2 separate regions of the Capra hircus genome follow, and region 1 is linked to region 2. Evidence: chromatin contacts called from public Hi-C data. All regions are on one chromosome and are shown on one strand. Each heading gives the region's core, a stretch centred on a gene start, on an enhancer-like site or on the middle of the called end of the contact. The rest is flanking DNA. Distances are from core to core; before and after follow the strand shown. Region 1 overlaps CDH23 (cadherin-23). Region 2 has its middle 24 kb from the start of CHST3.

Region 1 (5,105 bases), core at 377-2,876, 180 kb before region 2:
TCTGGTGTCCCTGGGCCCCATTCCGCCTGTCTAGTGTGGACAGGAGCAGAGGACGGCTACCCCGGAGGCAGACACACCCTCCTGGCCCCAACAGCGGTGGGGTTTGTCGTCTCAGTCCCTGTAGCTGATTCCTAGGGCTGTTGAAGCACATGATCACAGTCTTGGTGGCTTAAGGAACAAATTTATTTTCTCACGGCTCCGGGGGCCAGAAGTTCAAAATTAGGGTGTCAGCAGGACTGCATTCCCTCTGAAGGTTCTAGGGGAGGGTCCTTCCCCACCTCTTCCAGTTTCTGGTGGCTCCAAGTGTCCCTTGGCCTGTGGCCGCCGGACTCTGGTCTCCACCTCCAACTTCACATGGCCTTCTCCTCTCTGTGTCAAATCTGTGCTCTCCCACCCCCATGCCTTTCTCTTATAAGGACCCTTGTCATGGGATTTACAGCCCACCCAGATAATCCAGGATACCTCCTCTCAGGATCCTTAATTACATCGTCAAAGTCACTTTCTCCCTGTAAGGTTACATGTACAGGTTCCCAGGAAGTTGCAATAGGTGTATCTTTCGGGGGCCACCATTCAACCTACTCCATGCCTCAGTTACCTCCTCTGATAATGCACCCACTTGACAGGCTTGTTGTGAGGACTGAATGAGTTCTTGGGACATGTTAGATACTGTTAGTGTTGTTCCTAACCTAGAGAAAAAGAGCCACCCCCTCGCAGAGGTGGGGGAACAGAGTCTGGCTGGCACCCGGAAGCGTGCCCCTCAGGCAGCTGCTAACACCACCCTCCTCGGCCCCCCACAGACAACGGCCCCGTGGGCAAGCGGCGCACGGGCACAGCTACCGTGTTTGTCACCGTCCTGGATGTGAATGACAACCGACCCATCTTTCTGCAGAGCAGCTATGAGGCCAGCGTCTCCGAGGACATCCCTGAGGGCCACAGCATCGTGCAGGCAGGTGATGGCGGGTGGAGCGGGGGCCGGGCAGGGCCACATTCAGTTCAGAGTGTGCGCTCAGTGGCCTTGCGGCAGGAGGGAGATGGGCCAGTCCAGCTGCTGCTCCCAAGCAGCCAGTGCTGGAACCAAAGAGGGAACCAGGTGCCCTCCTCCCCCCTGGGGAGAGTAAGCCCCCAAGTTATGTAACCCAAGATGGATGGGCCCAAAACAGAAGGCCTTGGCCCTCCTCTCCCCACTCCCTCCGTCCCCCACAGGCCTCTTCCCGTCCCCCACTGCACCCAGAAGTCCCTTTCAGAGCAGGAGGGAGCTGGAGACGTCACATTTCCCAGAAAGGAGGAGAGAGCCAGGGCCCAACACAGCCCAGAACAGAGCTGCTTTCACAGGGCTCTTGGCTGAAGCTCCCCTCTTGGGAAATAAACAGGCACAAAAAGAAAGGGCTCCTTTGCCCAGGGAGCAGGAGCCACAGCTTTGGGCCTCGGGGGAGGAAGGCAGGGACCTGAAAAAGGAGGTTGGGTGCCCTCCCGAACCCTCCCTGGAGGCCTCAGTTGCTGGGTGGGGAGGGAGGCCAGGCATGAATTACCCTCCTCACCAGCTGTGGGGTTTCCAAGTTGGAGGCTGAGCCAAACAGAGCAAATCTGGGCCTGCCCGCTGGGACAGGCTCCCAGGCTTGGGAGGGGCCCAAGAGTGGGAGGTTGGCAGTTTGCCCACCTCCCTGCATCAGGGCCAGGTGTGGGGCAGGAGGGGAGCCGGGAGCAGGGTGCTAACTCCCAGAGGTGCCAAGAGTCCAGGAAGCCATGGGTTGGCAGGGTCTGGGGGCTGATTCCAGAAAAAGGTTTTCTCCCTCTCAGCCTCAGCCCCTAGGGTCTTAAAGACACCCACCATACTAAGCCATGGGGCTCCACTCTCTCCTAGCCTAAAACTTAGCACCTGCCACCCCCAGCTCACACAGGTCTCCAAGGATCAACCTGGGAACACAGATGGGGGTACAGCAGACCTTTGAGAGCCCTCTTCTCCCCGCCTCCAGCTTTTTGTCCTTCAGGTCAAGGGTAGCCTTACTGCCCACCCTGTGACACCACATGCCAGGCAGAGCATGCTGGCGCGGGGGTGATATGGTGACCAACTCCAGGCAGAATTCAGCATGGGGTGTCTCAGGTAGACGTGACGGGGGGAAAACCTGCACAGGAAGAGGTTACTGCGCTGTGGGAGGAGGCCTGCCCCGCTTTCTAAACCCCAAGACTTGGTTTCTATTTATATAGCTACTCAGAGTGAGATCCTAGAGCCTTTGAGTAATATAAGGCAGTCCCCGACTCTCCCCGTTTCTCAGGGAGAAAATCAGGCTCTGGTGATTTCTCAAGGCCCTGGAAGTAAGTTTCTAGCCAAAGTGGACTTGCTCTCAGATGTCAGACTGACCTGAGAGGAAGGCACAGTGGGCCTGCTGGGAGAGACAACTTCTCTGCAGGGGCATCCAAGGGAAGACAAAGTGCCCCTGGGACTAAACAGGGCCACCCTTCACTCAGTAAACAGAGGCCCCATGCCTCTGAGTCTGCTGCTGGTGAGGCAGATGAGGGGCTGGACTTGGTCTCGCTCTGTGGGGACCTCCCAGGCCTGCAGAAAGGAGCAGCCATGACGGGGATGACCCACACTGCCCAAAGAAGAGGTCCCTTTCCTCCCTTGATTTCAGCAGGAGGAAGCTTCAGGTGGAGACAGAGGGCTGCACGGAGGGCATGCGAGCTGAGTGAGCTGTAGCCCACGGTGGACAGATATTTCAGTTTGCCTGGAGTCTTGGGTCAAGATGAGGCTAGAAACATCATTCGCTGTCAGCTCCCAATGGGCACCGAGCACCAGACAAAGAAGCTCTGGCTTGATCCAGCAGTAGGGAGCCAACAAAGGTTCTGGAGCTGGGGAGTGGCAGAATCAGAGCTCACTCTGTGAGAAGACTTGCCTGGCTGCTCTGTGGATTGGAGCAGGGTTATGTAGATCAGTCCCTAATGGGGTACAGGTGACCCTAGACAGATGAGTCTCTGGGGCAGGAGCTGGGCAGTTCAGACCCCTCTGCCCAGCCCCCCAAATTGGGGACCAATCAAAGTGGTTAGCCCCAACCTTACGAGGAGAGGTTGAAGGTTTGGGATTCTGAGAAGCCCAGCCTGGGGTGGGATTGCTTTGACAGTAGCCAGTCATTGAAGCAATCACCAAAAATAAGATAGCGCACCTCGTGTGGTCGAGGCCTGAGGTTCCACAGCTATCCTGGAGAGGCCTGGACCCTCCCAGCTGGAGGAAGCCTGCCTCCTTCCCTGGGTGAGGCATGGAGCCTCTACGATGCTCTCAGAGCCCGGATAATATCACCTCCAGTTGCGGACAGTGCCTCCTCCCGCTCTGACACAGCGCCAGTCCTGGCCTCTGCAAGGAGCTTCTTAAGTCATTCCCAGCCCCTTCCTCATCCATCCTGGCTCAGGTGCATTGAGGGGGGTGTGTGCCAAAGTGGCAGCCAAGATTGTGACTGGCTAGGTGTGTTGAGAGCCCCCAGAATGCCCCTCCTCCTAGCAGGCACCCAGCATCCGATTTACCACCAGAGGTGCTGGCTGCTCCCACGGATTACAGGCAAATGCAGGCAAGGTCCAGGAAGTCGGGGGAGAGGATTCCCTGGGTTCCTCTTTGCCTCGGGCACTGAGTTGGCACAGAGGGCAGGACACTCCCTTGCCCCCAGCATGGCCGAGTATTTCGCTTGGCTGGAGGGAACCTTTGGCCATTCAGCAACTGGCACTGGAATCTGAATGGGGCTTTGGCACCTGGAGGGTGGGCAGGGCTTCTCTTGGGAAGAAGGGGGGCTGCTTCCTGGAGATGGCTGGTGCCTGGTGGTCAGAGAGGGGCCTTGGGGGCCCCAGGTTTGTACCGTTGAAAGCCTTGGGCCAAGGGTCCAGATGGTTGCAGGTGCCCAGTCACGGGTCCAGGAGCCTTCCAACCGGCAGCAGCTAAAGCGGCAGCAGGAAGGAAGGCATTCTTCCGGGGGACGATCCCTGGGAAAGGCCCCGGGCCTGAGTGCACAGGGTACCGCTGGCAGTGGGCTTGTGGCCCAGGTTATTTGAGCCACTGCCCTCTTGCAGCCTGAGGTGCCTGGTTCTGCCCAAGGCAGGAGGGTCTGTGGATGGAATTGGAGGACACCCCTGTCACATCTTGGTAGATTCCGTGCAGTCGCAGTCGTGGTTGTCCTCTCTGCCCGGCAGGGGGCGCCGGGGGGCAGGCCGGCCTCGGCGGAAGCTGTGCAGGGAGCGGCGCAGCGAGCCCAGGCGCTTCCAGAGGCGGAGCTGGGGCTCGCTGGGGCTCCCTGGGTGGTGGGGCATGCACTCGCGGGCCCGGCGGCGGCTCGGGTCCAGTGCCCGGGGCTTGCAGAGGGTCATGAACAGCAGACAGGTGGCCAGCAGAAGGAAGATGCAGGCCAGGGCAATGAGCACGGGGATGGGGTCAATGGCCTCTGAGAGCCTCCCCGGAGTGGCTGGAGCTGTGAGGAAGGCGAGGGGGCTGGGGCCCTCTGTGTTCATGGCTCCTGCAACAGGAATGAGACAGGAGCAAATGCGCTGCATTCAGGACTGGAGGGGGAGGGGGCTTTGATGGCTGCTGGGCACTGCGCTCATTTTCCAGGTGAGAACAGTGAGCCTGGGAGAGGCAGCAAGTCTAAAGTCACATAGCGGGAGAGTGATGGGGCTGGGCCTGAACTCAGATCCTCCCTCTGCTACAGTCCCTGCCTGCCTGTCACAGAGGAGGCAGGAAGGGTAATGCCTTCTGGCATTTTAAAGTCAATTCTCATGAATCACAACAGAGTCTTGGGATCTAAGACCAATCCCCTCCCTAGCTTGCTCTGTGACCAGGAACAAACCATCAGTTATAGCTGCAGAGGGCAAGGATCCTAGCAGTTATCTGCCACCAAGGCTACAAACTGGTCGAGTTCTTACAGTGCTTTTATAAACTTAAATTAATTGTGGATGTTTTTAAAAAAAAAAAAAAAAAAAAAACGAGGTTTCACTTAAATATCTGAACACCTGGCTTCTCTTGAAATTTCAGAATTTTAGCAATAGCAACATGGGGCCCATTGCTGCCGGCCCCCAGGGGCTGGGGCTGAACAGCAGCTGCCCAATTTAGACGGGGTGCTGGCCCCCAGCTC
Region 2 (5,259 bases), core at 2,297-4,796:
GGTTTGTTGATCCCCAAAGGCAAGAAAAAGATACTGGACAAGGTGTGGGAGTGTCTGAGGTGATGCTGGGGAAGGGGAGTTTCGGGCTGAGGGAAGAGCCCGAAGTGCAAAAGCCTGGCAGCAAGAAAACCCTCCAGGAGCAGCAGGAGGCCAGTTAGGCTGCAACGGCATCAACCACAGAGCAGAGTGGAGCTCTCAGACAGGCCATGTGTGCATGAACCTCCAAAACACTCTGAGAGGTGAAGGGAGCCCGGGCCCCAGAGCCACCTCCTGCACGACTGTGTCTGTCGAGGATCCACACTCCGGAAATCCACAGGGAGGGAAAGCATCGAGAGGTTGTCGGGGCTGGGGAATGACTGCGCCAGGGGTGCAGCTTACTTTTGGGGTGATGACAATGCTCTGGAATGAGGCAGAGGTGACGGGGCACAACATGCTGAATGGACTAAGTGCTGTGCACAGACTCAGTTGATGTCCTGTGACTTCACCTCCAAAAAAGCCACAGCCCAGTGTGTGGAGTTCAGTGAGGGAGGAGGCAGGCAGGGAAGCCCAGGGCAGGGCACTGGTGGGAAGGCAGGGAGGGGTCTGACCTCCGTGTTTAGGGATCCTGAAGCATGGAGCGCTGAGTGGGGAGAGGCTCCCAGTGACCACGCTGACCAGTGGGCAAAAGCAAACAAAAGGAGAGAGAGAGGATAAGCCAGACCTAATAACCCACGGTCGTGGCAGGACAGGCAAGACAAGGAAACACAGGAATAACCAGTGTTGCAGAGCCGTCGTGGACTGTTGGTGAGAGTGCAAATTAGTGCAGCCACTGTGGGAAACAGTGTCGAAGTTATGAAAACATTAAGACTAGAGCTACTATGTGACCCAGCAATTTCAATCCTATGGATTTATCCACAGGAGAAAAAAAAAAAAAACAGTAAACCAGTAATTTAAATGCACGCCTATAAATGCACTATGTTCAATTCAGCATTATTCACAACAGCCAAAACACAGAAGTCATCTGTGTGCTCATCCACAAAGGAATAGAGGATGGAGACGTGATGCACATATTTCTAAACACATACACATACTAATAAATGTAGGTATATACATACTTATGATAAACATACACATGGGTTATTACCACACATCTAATATTACTCAGCTGTAATAAGCAAGATTTCTTGCCATTTGCAACGACCTGGATACACTGAGGAGGTTATTATGCTAAATGAAGTCAGTCTGATAGAGAAAGATAAAATAATCTCTGATTTCTCTCATATGTGGAATCAAAAAAACAAAAACAAATGAACACAAGAAAATGGAAACAGGTTCAGAGATACAGAGAAAAACCTTGGTTTCCTTAGGGGCAGTGGCTGGGGAGATGCACAGAATTACTGATGGAGACTAAAAAATATATGTTTCCAACTACAAAACAATTATGTCATGGGATATAATGTACAGAGTAGGGAACACACTCAAAATCTTGCAACAACTTTGCGTGGTGAGAGAAAGCAACAAGGTTTCTCCTGGTGATCATTATGCGGTGTATCAAATCACTGTAAAAATATACACTTGAAACTCTTACAGCAAGTCTCTTGTGCTTCAGTTAAAAAAATAAAGAATTGCAGTTCAATGTTGTTTTCAAAACTTTCACAAAGCTGGGGTTCCACAGAGAATCTTAGCCAGAGGACTAATGTCTGGGTAGTTAAGGCTATGGTTTTTCCTGTGGTCATGTATGGATGTGAGGGTTGGACTGTGAAGAAAGCTGAGCACCGAAGAATTGATGCTTTTGAACTATGGTGTTGGAGAAGACTCTTGAGAGTCCCTTGGCCTGCAAGGAGATCCAACCAGTCCATCCTAAAGGAGATCAGTCCTCGGCGTTCTTTGGAAGGACTGATGCTGAGGCTGAAACTCCAGTACTTTGGCCATCTCATGTGAAGAGTCGACTCACTGGAAAAGACTCTGATGCTGGGAGGGATTGAGGGCAGGAGGAGAAGGGGACGACAGAGGATGAGATGGCTGGATGGCATCACCAACTCGATGGACGTGAGTTTGGGTGAACTCCGGGAGTTGGTGATAGACAGGGAGGCCTGGCGTGCTGCGATTCATGGGGTCGCAAAGAGTCGGACACGACTGAGCGACTGAACTGAACTGAGCTGAACTGAACTGAATGTGAGGAATCCTTCCCTCTTGTGGCCAAATCTAGAATAGCATCCGAGAGACAAAGAAACTGGCACTTGCTAGCCTAAAAATGACCACAAGAGGGCAGCAAAAGGCAACATTAGCTGCATTCACTCCTGGGAAAAGGTTCCCAGTCTTTGGAAGCCCCACACCCAGCCCCATGCCCAAGGGATTGAAACAGGTGACAAGGAAGAGCCAGGGCAGGAGTGACCTGATACAACTGTCCACAGTAATGAAGCCCAAAGTGCCCCCATTAGCAGCCTATCTCCTCTGGCTCCCACTACAGCCCTAGTGAGGGGTACCCCCGACCCCATAACTCACACAGGGCTGAGGAGGATACAGAAGTGGGCACCAGAGACCCACAAGTTCTTAGATGCCAATGCCAATTCTGATCGCCACGGCATCTGAAGTGCAGAGAACTGGACACATATAAAACAGTGCATCCCTAAAAGGGATTTAAAACACCATTCACTGTTCATTCCACCCTGAAAAGACGCTGGAGCACCTCCAGAGTGCCAGTCAGGGACTGCCCAGCAGCCACGGAGGACACAGGGGTGAGCAAGAGGGGCCCAGGGCCTGCCGAGATGCGGCATCTACTGGAGGAGGCAAGCCTGCAGAAAGACTTCACAGGCACCCAAATCAAAGCTCACTCACAGAAAGTTCCCCACGGTCCAGAATCTCCACTTCCACTGCAGGGCCGAGGGCTTGACTTCTGGTCAGGGAATTAAGATTCCATTGGCCCGTGGAGTGGCCAAAAAAATAAAATAAAAATAAACAAATACTCAGAGGCTCTGAAGGAGGGCAGGTGCTCTAAGAGCACTTGAGGGGACATCTTGTTCATCCTCAAAGGCAAGACAGAAACTGGAGAAGGCATCGGAGCTTCTCAGGTGCTGCTCAGGGAAGGGGAGCTTCAGGCTGAGGGAGGAGCCGGAAGTGGGGGATCCTGGAGGCAAGAAAGGCTGGGGCCCTCCAGGAGGCCAGTTAGGCTGCAATGATAACAGCCATGGAGCAGAACGAAGCTCTCAGAGGGGCCCCAGTGTGCATGAACCTCCAAAACGCTCTGAGAAGGGCAAGGAAGCTGGGTCCCAGAGCCACCGTTTCCGTTTCTATAAACTACCCAGGAATAGCAAACCCACAGGGAGGGAGAGCAGACGGGACCTGTCAGGGGCTGGGGGAGCAGGACGGGGAGTGACCGTGTCAGGGTGCAGGCTTTCCTTTCGGCATGATGACAATGTTCTGGAACAATCTAGACGTGACAGGACACAAAATGCTGAACGAAGCAAATGCTCTGAACAAGAACGATCTGCTCTCCCTGGAAAGTCAGCTCCAGAAGAGCCACAGCCCAGTGTGTGTGGTTCACTGAGGGAGGGGGAGGCAGGCAGGGAAGCGCAGGGTTCGGGGGCACTGGCGGGCTTCACCTGCCTGGGAAATCCGGGGGGAGCTGGCCTTTGTCTTTAGGGATCCTGAAGCACTGGACACTGAATTGGGACATGCTCGCGGTGACCGCACTGACAACTGGGCGAGGAAATAGAAGAGGAAGCAGAGTCGAGGTAAAGCTGGTGGCCCAGGGCCGCGGCAGGACAGGAAAGACTAGGAGACACGAGGAGTAACAAGCATGTGATTACATGGAGCAAATGAAACCGTCCTGGACTGTTGGTAGGAATGCGAATTCCTGCAGTCACTGAGGGAACAGCGTGGCAATTACAGCAAAAATTGAAGGTAGAATTACCGTGTGACACAATCCTGTGTATTTCTCCACACACACACACAAACTCCCACTAATTTGAAAAGATAAATGCACTCCCGTGTTCTTGGCAGCACTATTCACAATAGCCAAGATATGGAAGCCACCTGTGTGTCATCCATACAGGCACAGAAAATGGAGATTGGGCTCCTAAATCACTGACGACAGTGACTGCAGCCATGAAATTAAATGAAATTAAAAGACACCTGCTCCTTGGAAGAAAATCCATGACAAACCTAGACAGTGTATTAAAAAGCAGAGACCTCACTTTACCAACAAATGTCTGTACAGTCAAACCTATGGTTTTTCCAGTAGTCATGTATGAAAGTGAGAATTGGACCATAAAGAAAGTCAAGCACTGAAGAACTGATGCTTTTGAACAGTGGTGTTGGAAAAGATACTTGAGAGTCTCTTGACAGTAAGGAAATCAAAGCAGTCAGTCCTAAAGGAAACCAATCTTGAATATTCATTGGAAGGACTGATGTTGAAGCTGAAGCTCCAATACTTTGGCCACCTGATGCAAAGAGCCAGCTCATTGGAAAAGACCCTGATGCTGGGAAAGACTGAGAGCAGGAGGAGAAGGAGACGACAGAGGATGAGGTGGCTGGATGGCATGATCGACTCAATGGACATGAGTCTGAGCAAGCTCCAGGAGATTGTGAAGGACAGGGAAGCCTGGTGTGCTGCAGTCCGTGGGGTCTCAAAGAGTCGGACACGACTGAGCAAGTGAACTCAGCACACACATACACGCGTGTGTGCACTCAGCTGCTCACTCGTGTCCTATTCTTTTCGACTCTATGAGCGCAGTCAGCCAGGCTCTTCTGATTATGGAATTTTCCAGCCAAGAATACTGGAGTGCGTTGCCATTTCCTCCTCCAGGGGACCTTTCTGACCCAGGGATTGAACATGCCTCGCTTCTGTCTTCTGCATCCTGCCATTGGCAGGCAGATCTTTACTAAAGTACCACCCGGGAAGTCCACAGAGACATTCAAACATTACTTAATGTAGAAAGCAAGAAATCTTGTTATTTGCAACTACATGGATGCATCTAGATGGTATTATGCTTTGTGAAGTAACCTGACAGAGAAAGATACAAACACTCTGATTTTACTCATATGTGGAATTTTTTTAAAAAGTGAACGTAACAAAATGGAAAAAGGCTCAGAAATACAGAGAAAAACTGGTGGTGGTCTGACAGGGGCAATGAGGGGAATACCTTAAGTGGGACTAAAAAATACAAACTTCCACTTATAATTATGTCAGAATATATACAACAGAAAATACATTCAAAACATTGTAATGACTTTGAATGGTGACAGAGAGCAAATAGTCTTATCCTGGTGATTGTACTG

The links. Hi-C and Micro-C count contacts between places; a contact is called where the count stands out from the background.
Region 1: a Hi-C map of blood shows a contact between it and region 2, with 4 times the contacts expected there. The contact joins two enhancer-like sites. A contact is called at or near these places in 2 of 5 Hi-C or Micro-C datasets (both in blood).

The regions. Positions count from the first base shown.
Region 1 is chr28:17,759,097-17,764,201 of ARS1.2, reverse strand. CDH23 (cadherin-23) reads left to right here. Exons shown (of 69, transcript XM_018042178.1): 27 at 798-946. It overlaps C28H10orf105, which reads right to left. Exons shown (of 2, transcript XM_018042150.1): 2 at 4,114-4,490. The coding sequence ends at 4,114. Among named protein-coding and RNA genes, the nearest start is that of C28H10orf105, 3.7 kb to the right of the region's middle. Within about 2 kb of position 1,626, at least 1 of the 5 cell types and tissues checked has an H3K27ac peak or open chromatin away from gene starts, as enhancers often do.
Region 2 is chr28:17,581,133-17,586,391 of ARS1.2, reverse strand. No RefSeq gene overlaps it. Among named protein-coding and RNA genes, the nearest start is that of CHST3, 24 kb to the right of the region's middle. Within about 2 kb of position 3,546, at least 1 of the 5 cell types and tissues checked has an H3K27ac peak or open chromatin away from gene starts, as enhancers often do.